3 separate regions of the Macaca mulatta genome follow, and regions 1 and 3 are each linked to region 2. Evidence: chromatin contacts called from public Hi-C data. All regions are on one chromosome and are shown on one strand. Each heading gives the region's core, a stretch centred on a gene start, on an enhancer-like site or on the middle of the called end of the contact. The rest is flanking DNA. Distances are from core to core; before and after follow the strand shown. Region 1 holds the start of H2AC6 (H2A clustered histone 6). Region 2 holds the start of H3C2 (H3 clustered histone 2). Region 3 holds the start of H2BC5 (H2B clustered histone 5).

What was found. A called contact is a pair of places that touch in the nucleus more often than the background predicts.
Region 1: a contact with region 2 is called in a Hi-C map of fetal cortex germinal zone, with 2.4 times the contacts expected there. The contact joins the promoter of H2AC6 here to the promoter of H3C2 in region 2. A contact is called at or near these places in 4 of 14 Hi-C or Micro-C datasets (blood, fetal cortex germinal zone, fetal cortical plate and 1 more).
Region 3: a contact with region 2 is called in a Hi-C map of liver, with 2.4 times the contacts expected there. The contact joins the promoter of H2BC5 here to the promoter of H3C2 in region 2. A contact is called at or near these places in 3 of 14 Hi-C or Micro-C datasets (blood, fetal cortex germinal zone and liver).

Annotation. Positions count from the first base shown.
Region 1 is chr4:156,986,528-156,989,227 of T2T-MMU8v2.0, reverse strand. H2AC6 (H2A clustered histone 6) reads left to right here and starts at 1,289. Exons shown (of 2, transcript NM_001193778.2): 1 at 1,289-1,866. The coding sequence starts at 1,349. The coding sequence ends at 1,741. H2BC4 (H2B clustered histone 4) reads right to left here and starts at 1,041. Exons shown (of 2, transcript XM_001086167.5): 1 at 631-1,041. The coding sequence starts at 1,020. The coding sequence ends at 640.
Region 2 is chr4:157,076,412-157,079,111 of T2T-MMU8v2.0, reverse strand. H3C2 (H3 clustered histone 2) reads right to left here and starts at 1,341. Exons shown (of 1, transcript XM_078000875.1): 1 at 1-1,341. The coding sequence starts at 1,304. The coding sequence ends at 894. H2AC4 (H2A clustered histone 4) reads right to left here. Exons shown (of 1, transcript NM_001193724.2): 1 at 2,417-2,700. The coding sequence ends at 2,417.
Region 3 is chr4:156,952,317-156,955,016 of T2T-MMU8v2.0, reverse strand. H2BC5 (H2B clustered histone 5) reads left to right here and starts at 1,367. Exons shown (of 3, transcript XR_013416797.1): 1 at 1,367-1,804. H1-4 (H1.4 linker histone, cluster member) reads left to right here. Exons shown (of 2, transcript XM_078000870.1): 1 at 1-1,804; 2 at 2,102-2,700. The coding sequence ends at 380.

The DNA.
Region 1 (2,700 bases), core at 40-2,539, 90 kb after region 2:
TTAGGTTCTTACTGCCTTACTCTTATCAAAACCGACACGTATTATGTTAAAGGACTTTATTACCGGGGCAGTTGGAAACCAAGGAGACACAGCCTTCAGTATATTACGAAGGTGTGCGCCACGAAAACAGAGTGGGTGTCCTTCCTTAGCCAGTTACTCCCCAGGTTTCCACTCCGGTCCGCTATGTAAATAAGGGCTTCAAACCAGCTTTCTCTCGATTGGTTAATATTAAAAATGACAGGACAGCCTATTGGCTAGAAACTGATGTCGAAATTATGACTTTACGGCAGCCGTTCATCCAGGCGACGTAAACAGGGACAGACAACTGGGTCCGAAACCCACGCGAGCCTGAAGTTTCTTCCGGGAACGCGGGGTTAGCAAAATGGCCGCTTGTCTCTATTTTAAATTTAAGCGCAACGAATTGACCCCAAACCCATTTTTAGTGGCTGGTTTCTTCCAGGCTCAGGCCCCTTTGTCCCTCTCTAAGTTGTAGAACTTGTCCCCACCCTTCTCCAATCCCTAATACTCTTCCGCCGCCAAATAAAACTTTGGCGTCAGGCCACAGCTCTTTTAGTGGGTATGTGGGTGGCTCTTAAAAGAGCCTTTGGGGTTAAGTGTTAAGACGCTTACTTGAAAAGTTTACTTGGAGCTGGTGTACTTGGTGACGGCCTTGGTGCCCTCCGACACGGCGTGCTTCGCCAGCTCTCCGGGAAGGAGCAGGCGCACGGCAGTCTGTATCTCCCTGGAGGTGATGGTCGAGCGCTTGTTGTAATGCGCCAGGCGGGAAGCCTCCCCCGCGATACGCTCAAATATGTCGTTAACGAAAGAATTCATGATCCCCATCGCTTTGGAAGAGATGCCGGTGTCGGGGTGGACCTGCTTCAGCACCTTGTACACATAAACAGAGTAGCTCTCCTTGCGGCTGCGCTTGCGCTTTTTCCCATCTTTTTTCTGCGCCTTGGTCACCGCCTTCTTGGAGCCCTTCTTTGGGGCGGGAGCAGACTTGGCTGGCTCAGGCATCTTTAACACCAGAAATGTGTCGGAAGTAAACAACGGATTTCTGCTACTTATAGGGCCTTTATGCTAATGAGGGATGGAGAGTACCTCTTAGTTAATTGGAAGACAAACTGCAGAGTTGTCATCCGTGGGCCGAGCTATGCAAATGAGGTATGAAAGTGCAGCTTTTCTATTGGCTACCTGACTAGTATTTGCTACCGACCAATCGAAAAGTCGGATTTACTCCCCAGCAACTACCTATAAAAGCAGCCATGTTTTACACATTTTTCGATTTTGTTTGTTTTCTCCTGAGCTTGGACTGCTTGTTTTGGTGCTGTTTTGTGTTATTGAGATGTCTGGACGCGGTAAGCAGGGAGGCAAAGCTCGCGCCAAAGCGAAATCTCGCTCTTCTCGTGCTGGTCTCCAGTTCCCGGTGGGCCGAGTGCACCGCCTGCTCCGCAAAGGCAATTACGCAGAGCGGGTCGGGGCAGGCGCGCCGGTGTACCTGGCGGCTGTGTTGGAGTACCTGACTGCCGAGATCCTGGAGCTGGCCGGCAACGCGGCTCGCGACAACAAGAAGACCCGCATCATCCCGCGCCACTTGCAGCTGGCCATCCGTAACGACGAGGAGCTCAACAAGCTGCTAGGCCGGGTGACAATTGCTCAGGGCGGCGTCCTTCCTAATATCCAGGCCGTGCTTTTGCCTAAGAAAACCGAGAGTCACCACAAGGCCAAGGGCAAGTGATTTGACAGGCATCTGAGCTTCCGTGAAACGCTATCAAACCCAAAGGCTCTTTTCAGAGCCCCCCTACCGTTTCAGAGGAAGAGCTAACCTCACTGCTTGTACGTACGAGGGAAAAAAGCACTAAGGTAAGTTAATTTTATCTCAATCTGGAGCAACGTGTATTCTTGCTTTTCAGTTTTTTGGGGAACGGTGTTACTAAAGGTTGGTCTATTAGGTCAGTTAGGATCTAATGTTCGTATGTGCTATCATTATATTCTAACTATCTAGTCTAGTGTTTTGTAAGATCGACCATAGTTGGTGCCTAATTAGTTTACATTCTAGGGATACCTGGTGATCTAAAAAACTGATTGCTTTTAAAATGTAAATTCAAGGCAAAACTGTAGCGTGACGGTAACCTCGTTCGGCCCTCCGACTAGTCCCCCTTCTATTTTGTTCTCAATTTAGGCTGTAGGCAGCCTCATTTTCTTAATTCTGTTAAACTTCTAGGTTCCATTCCTGCTAAAGTGCAGAGTATACTGTCTAAAAGTTAACCAGGAAGTTGAAAGGTGTCTAAAAAACAGACTAATGTCTCTACTCTAGAACGATGCCTGACACGCAACGTGCTGTTTTATTTTAAGAGACTCAAGCGTCTAGGTTTCCAGGACAGCCAAAAAAGGAGACTGGGGCCTGTGGCCACTCAAAAACCTTTGCTTTCTGCTCACCTCTCTAATCCTAGCACTTTGGGAGGCCGAGGGGCGCGGATCACCTGAGGTCACGAGTTCGACGCTAACCTGGCCAACATGATGAAACTCGTCTCTAAAAAAAATTAACAAAAACTAGTCGGGCGTGGTGGCACATACCTTTCAATTGCAGCTACTCTTGAGTCTGACTCAGGACAGTCGCTTGAGGTGGGAGGGAGGGGGAGGCTGCAGTAAGCCGAGACCGTGCCACTGTCATCCAGCTTGGGCAACAGAGTGAGA
Region 2 (2,700 bases), core at 92-2,591:
AATCATAAAATATTCAAATTATATTTTAAACATTACTTTTGTTTACATTCAGTATTTCCATCCCTATAAATTTTCTTCCAGTATTCAACCCCCAACCTCCAGAAAACCGAAAAGCAAGATCAACAGAAATAAAATGGTTAAAATTTGTAAATTCTAGATTTTAATAGATAACTACAGGCAAGAAGTAGTGGGAAAAAAAATGTGGCATGTCATGGTGCATAGTCCTAGAGGAGATAAAGCAATGCAACCAGCTAGACTATTTACAAGCAAAGCCACACATATAAAATAATTAATATATAAGGAATTAAATTATGCTTGGTCGACAGATTGACAGATGAAAAGTGGGTAGCTAGCTATGGATAAAATGAGAGCCAGTTAGATCCCTGCCTCACATTTTGCACCAGAATAACTTTCAGGTTAATGTGGACAGCCAAATGAATTAAAAATAAAATTCTTCTAAGCATTTTGAGTAAGACATTGGAAGTCGCGAGACATAACTTTTCAATCTTTTGAAAGCTTCACAAAAGAGCCTAGTAAGCACCAGTTAACCACTTGCCTGGTTTTTCCCTTATATTCTTAGCCTTAGAAAGTTGTTTTAAAAAATGCTAATCATAGCAAGCTAGAGGCCTGAATGGACAGGTGGACTTATACAGCTTCTCCTCCCCAAATAGCACCTAAGAAGCTCAGAAATAGTCTACACTGCCAAACGGGTCAAACCACATTTCTGTTAATGAACTTAAGAACATAGTCTAATGCTTTCTGGGGATTCTTGGTTTGCTGTTGTCGAGTTTATTAACAAAAACGTAGTTATCACAGCTACTTTCGTTGGAATAATTGAGTGGCTCTGAAAAGAGCCTTTGGGTTTTAGGACTGATCAAAATGTAACTTTAGGTTTACGCTCTCTCTCCGCGAATGCGGCGAGCAAGCTGTATATCCTTGGGCATAATAGTCACCCGCTTGGCATGAATGGCGCAAAGGTTTGTGTCCTCAAAGAGCCCTACCAAGTAGGCCTCGCAAGCCTCTTGTAGTGCCATCACCGCTGAGCTCTGGAAGCGAAGGTCGGTCTTGAAGTCCTGGGCGATTTCTCGCACTAGGCGTTGGAACGGCAGCTTTCGGATCAGCAGCTCGGTCGACTTCTGGTAGCGACGGATCTCGCGCAGAGCTACAGTGCCCGGGCGGTAACGGTGAGGCTTTTTCACGCCGCCGGTGGCCGGCGCGCTCTTGCGAGCAGCCTTGGTAGCCAGCTGCTTGCGTGGCGCCTTACCGCCCGTGGACTTGCGAGCAGTCTGTTTGGTACGAGCCATGGCAATAAGCAGAGAACCTTGCCTCAAGAGACGTTTGTGAAAGTAAAGAAAGAGCTACTCTTCTTTTATAGAGTCAGACCACCAACTATTGGCCGCAAGAAAATTCAAAAATCCCCTCGCCCTTCTTGGATTGGTCCATCTCTGTGCCTGGTTGAAGATTAAGAGAGGCTCCTGCTCTTTACGGTAGCTACTCTGACGTCATTTTCTTAACCCCTTAGCTGCTATTACACTGTGGCAAGTCTTGTACTGGAAAAGCTTCGTAGTCTTAAAATTTACAACCACACAAAGCAACGCGGAAACCTCCAATTGTTTCTAGTTAAAATATAAAAAAGAAAAAGAATATTGGAGGCGATTAGGGAAATTTGCATGTGTTCTTTATTTAAAATGATGTTTTTCTGGGTGTGGCATGAGTAGTGTGGGCAATTAACAAAACGCTCTTAGCCGGGTGTGGCGGCTCCCGCCTGTAATCCCAGCTACTCGGAAGGCTGTCAAGAGGATCGCTTGAGCCCGAGTTCGAGGTTACAGTAAGCTATTATCACCCCACTGCACTCCAGCTTGGCCGACAGAGGGAGACTCCACCTCAAAACAAAGCAAAACATCCCCCACACTGGAAAAAAGCTCCTTATCTTGGAAATACATGCTGAAATGTTCAGTGGTAATGTGTACGCTCTCAATTGTGTATGCCATCAATTGCTAGAGCAAATGGTGTGACATTTTCAAACTGTTTTGCCGTGTAGGGTATGCGTGTTTTGCTTAACACTTCCATTAAAAATACTTAAGGAGTGCACCCATGGGTATAATTTCCTTCCTCCAAAATGTAACTGCTGTGTGAAACTTAGCGAGGATCACCCCTGTAAAAGTGTTTTTTGTGCTGCATGGCATTTCTCCTACATATGTAGAGTTCCTTAAAGGGTTTACATAGATCAAGATTTCTGCAGGACAAATTACTAAAAGTGCCACACGAAAACCATCAAAAACACCTCAAAACATCTGTGTGGGCTGCATAATACAAAGCATAACAGCTCATTTAACGGAAGTCGTAGGTGGCTCTGAAAAGAGCCTTTGTTGTTAGGCTGATTTCGTCTGCTGACAGTGTATGAAACGTTAACACTTCACTTTCCCTTGGCCTTATGATGACTCTCAGTCTTCTTAGGCAGCAGTACCGCCTGAATATTAGGCAGAACGCCGCCCTGGGCGATGGTCACACGCCCCAAGAGCTTATTAAGCTCCTCGTCGTTGCGGATGGCTAACTGCAGGTGGCGCGGGATGATGCGGGTTTTCTTGTTGTCGCGGGCCGCATTGCCCGCCAGCTCCAGGATCTCGGCGGTCAGGTACTCAAGCACCGCCGCCAGATACACCGGCGCGCCAGCCCCGACGCGCTCGGAGTAGTTGCCTT
Region 3 (2,700 bases), core at 118-2,617, 120 kb after region 2:
TGCAGACCAAGGGCACCGGCGCATCGGGTTCTTTCAAACTCAACAAGAAGGCGGCCTCCGGGGAAGCCAAGCCTAAAGCTAAAAAGGCAGGCGCGGCCAAAGCCAAGAAGCCTACAGGAGCGGCGAAGAAGCCCAAGAAGGCGACGGGGGCAGCCACCCCTAAGAAGAGCGCCAAGAAGACCCCAAAGAAGGCGAAGAAGCCGGCTGCGGCTGCTGGAGCCAAAAAAGCGAAAAGCCCGAAAAAGGCTAAAGCAGCCAAGCCAAAAAAAGCGCCCAAGAGCCCAGCGAAGGCCAAAGCAGTGAAACCCAAGGCGGCTAAACCAAAGACCGCCAAGCCCAAGGCAGCCAAGCCAAAGAAGGCGGCAGCCAAGAAAAAGTAGGAAGTTCCTTTGGCCAACTGCTTAGAAGCTCAACACAACCCAAAGGCTCTTTTCAGAGCCACCCACCGCTTTCAGTAAAAGAGCTGTTACACTATCAGGGGGTGTGGCCGGGAAAACGCCGCTATTGAGGGGCGGGTCTCCCGGGAACAAAGTCGGGAGAGAGGAGCCGTTTTTGGCCAGGGGGTCATTTCGCGTTCCGTCGGCCAAGCAGGAGTGCAGCCGCGTCATTGAGCTTTTATTGCGTTTTCGAATACTGGAGTTAAAACCCATTTCGACCTCCGTAGTACTTAACACTTAGCGAGATCTGGCCTGCAAATAGCATGGGAAAAAAAGTCGGGATTTTCGCGGGCTTCTAGGCTGGGACGTATGAGTTCCGAATAGAGAACACTCAATTTCCGTGCTGGCTCCCTACAGACTATGGCAAGCAATGAAGGAGTGCAGAGGAGTACGTCTCGACACAGGTGGCATAGTACACTATTTCAACCACTGCCACAACTAAAAATTAGAAATTGACACTGCAGAAAATACTTGGTCCTTAAATGTAGCATTTGCATAGATGACTTCCCAAACGCAAAACTGCCAGACTTCCAGGGATATCCCAATTACCATGACTTCTGTATGCAACGAGTCCTATAATTTGTTAGAGGAAGAAAAGAGAACGTGAGCTCTCCTAAAGTATCTTTCAGTATACGTTCTGACACCACAACGCTAATAAAAAGTGTGATCTCAAAAACAACTGCTCCAAGAGAAGTGCACAGCTGACTTGTCTAAAGACGACTATTTATAGTAGCCTCGGGTAGTCTGGTCTGGGCTTTCTGATTGGGTAAAAGTAAAGTAATGAAATAGCCAATGAAAAGGTAGACTTTTAAGTGTCGTTTACATTGGCATTTGTGACGACACACAAAAATTAATCCAATCATAAACGAAATCTGATTAACCTCATTTGAATACCGCATCTATAAATGAACGGGGCATCGGTGGGAGTGATTATTTTCTCAGGTGTTTGCGACAGTGTTGTAATTATTAACGTTGCTATGCCTGAGCCTACCAAGTCTGCTCCTGCCCCAAAGAAGGGCTCCAAGAAGGCGGTGACTAAGGCGCAGAAGAAGGACGGGAAGAAGCGCAAGCGCAGCCGCAAAGAGAGCTATTCCGTGTATGTGTACAAGGTGCTGAAGCAGGTCCACCCCGACACCGGCATCTCTTCCAAGGCTATGGGGATCATGAATTCCTTCGTCAACGACATCTTCGAGCGCATCGCCGGCGAGGCTTCCCGCCTGGCGCACTACAACAAGCGCTCGACCATCACTTCCAGGGAGATCCAGACGGCCGTGCGCCTGCTGCTTCCGGGGGAGCTGGCCAAGCACGCCGTGTCGGAGGGCACCAAGGCCGTCACCAAGTACACCAGTTCCAAGTAACTTTGCCAAGTAAGCATCTTTACACCTAATCCCAAAGGCTCTTTTAAGAGCCACGCATGTTTTCAGTAAATGAGTTGTAATTTCATTCAAAAGGGGGATTATTGGATTTCTCAGCACCATACTACCAATCTTTAATGTTATGTTAGTACTGCAGAGGAAATACTTGGAAATTATAGGTAGTAACAATAGGTACCAGAAGTTGAGTGCTATGGGCACATACTAGATCATTAGCTCATTTAGTGTCAGATAACACTAACATAAACTGAAAGTACTGTAAGTGTACAGCTCTTTCGTTTCCGTGTGCAGATTTCCAAGTTGATCGTGATGTTGATCTGGGACTTCGTGTGGTGACGGCCCACCCTGAACACAAAAGAGCACCCTTTTGCAACTTCCTTCTGTTTGGAGCTTTCTCCACCATCACCCCCGCCCCCCGTTTTCTTGTAAAATTTTTACCATGCAGATACGTGATAACTGCAAGTAAAGGCTGAAGACAATGTGAGCTGAACACGGAAGTATTACAAAGGTTTCTGGTTTGCTTTGTAATTGGGCCAGTTTCTCTCTGAAGCTCTTAGGCGAGTAGGGGAGGAAAAGGCGGATCCTAGGCGCTGAGGTGCAGGAAAAAAGAAGCAACTTCTGAGACACCTTAAAATTATTTTGCTAAACCGTCTTTTTCAGAAAGCTATTTAATTTATAGTTTTCTTTTGGCAGCTTTCAGGTTAAAAGTTCACTAGGTAATGGCAGAAACCCAAATAGTCATTAAGGTGTCTGACTGCAGGTAGGCAATAGTTACCGCAGGACTGAAGCCCCCTTTGCAGTACAATTTACCCTTTCCTAGATGCCCCTTAGTACCTAGGACTGGATAAGGTAGAAAGGGAAAGAAAACTTCCTTCTGGCAGGATGTAGCT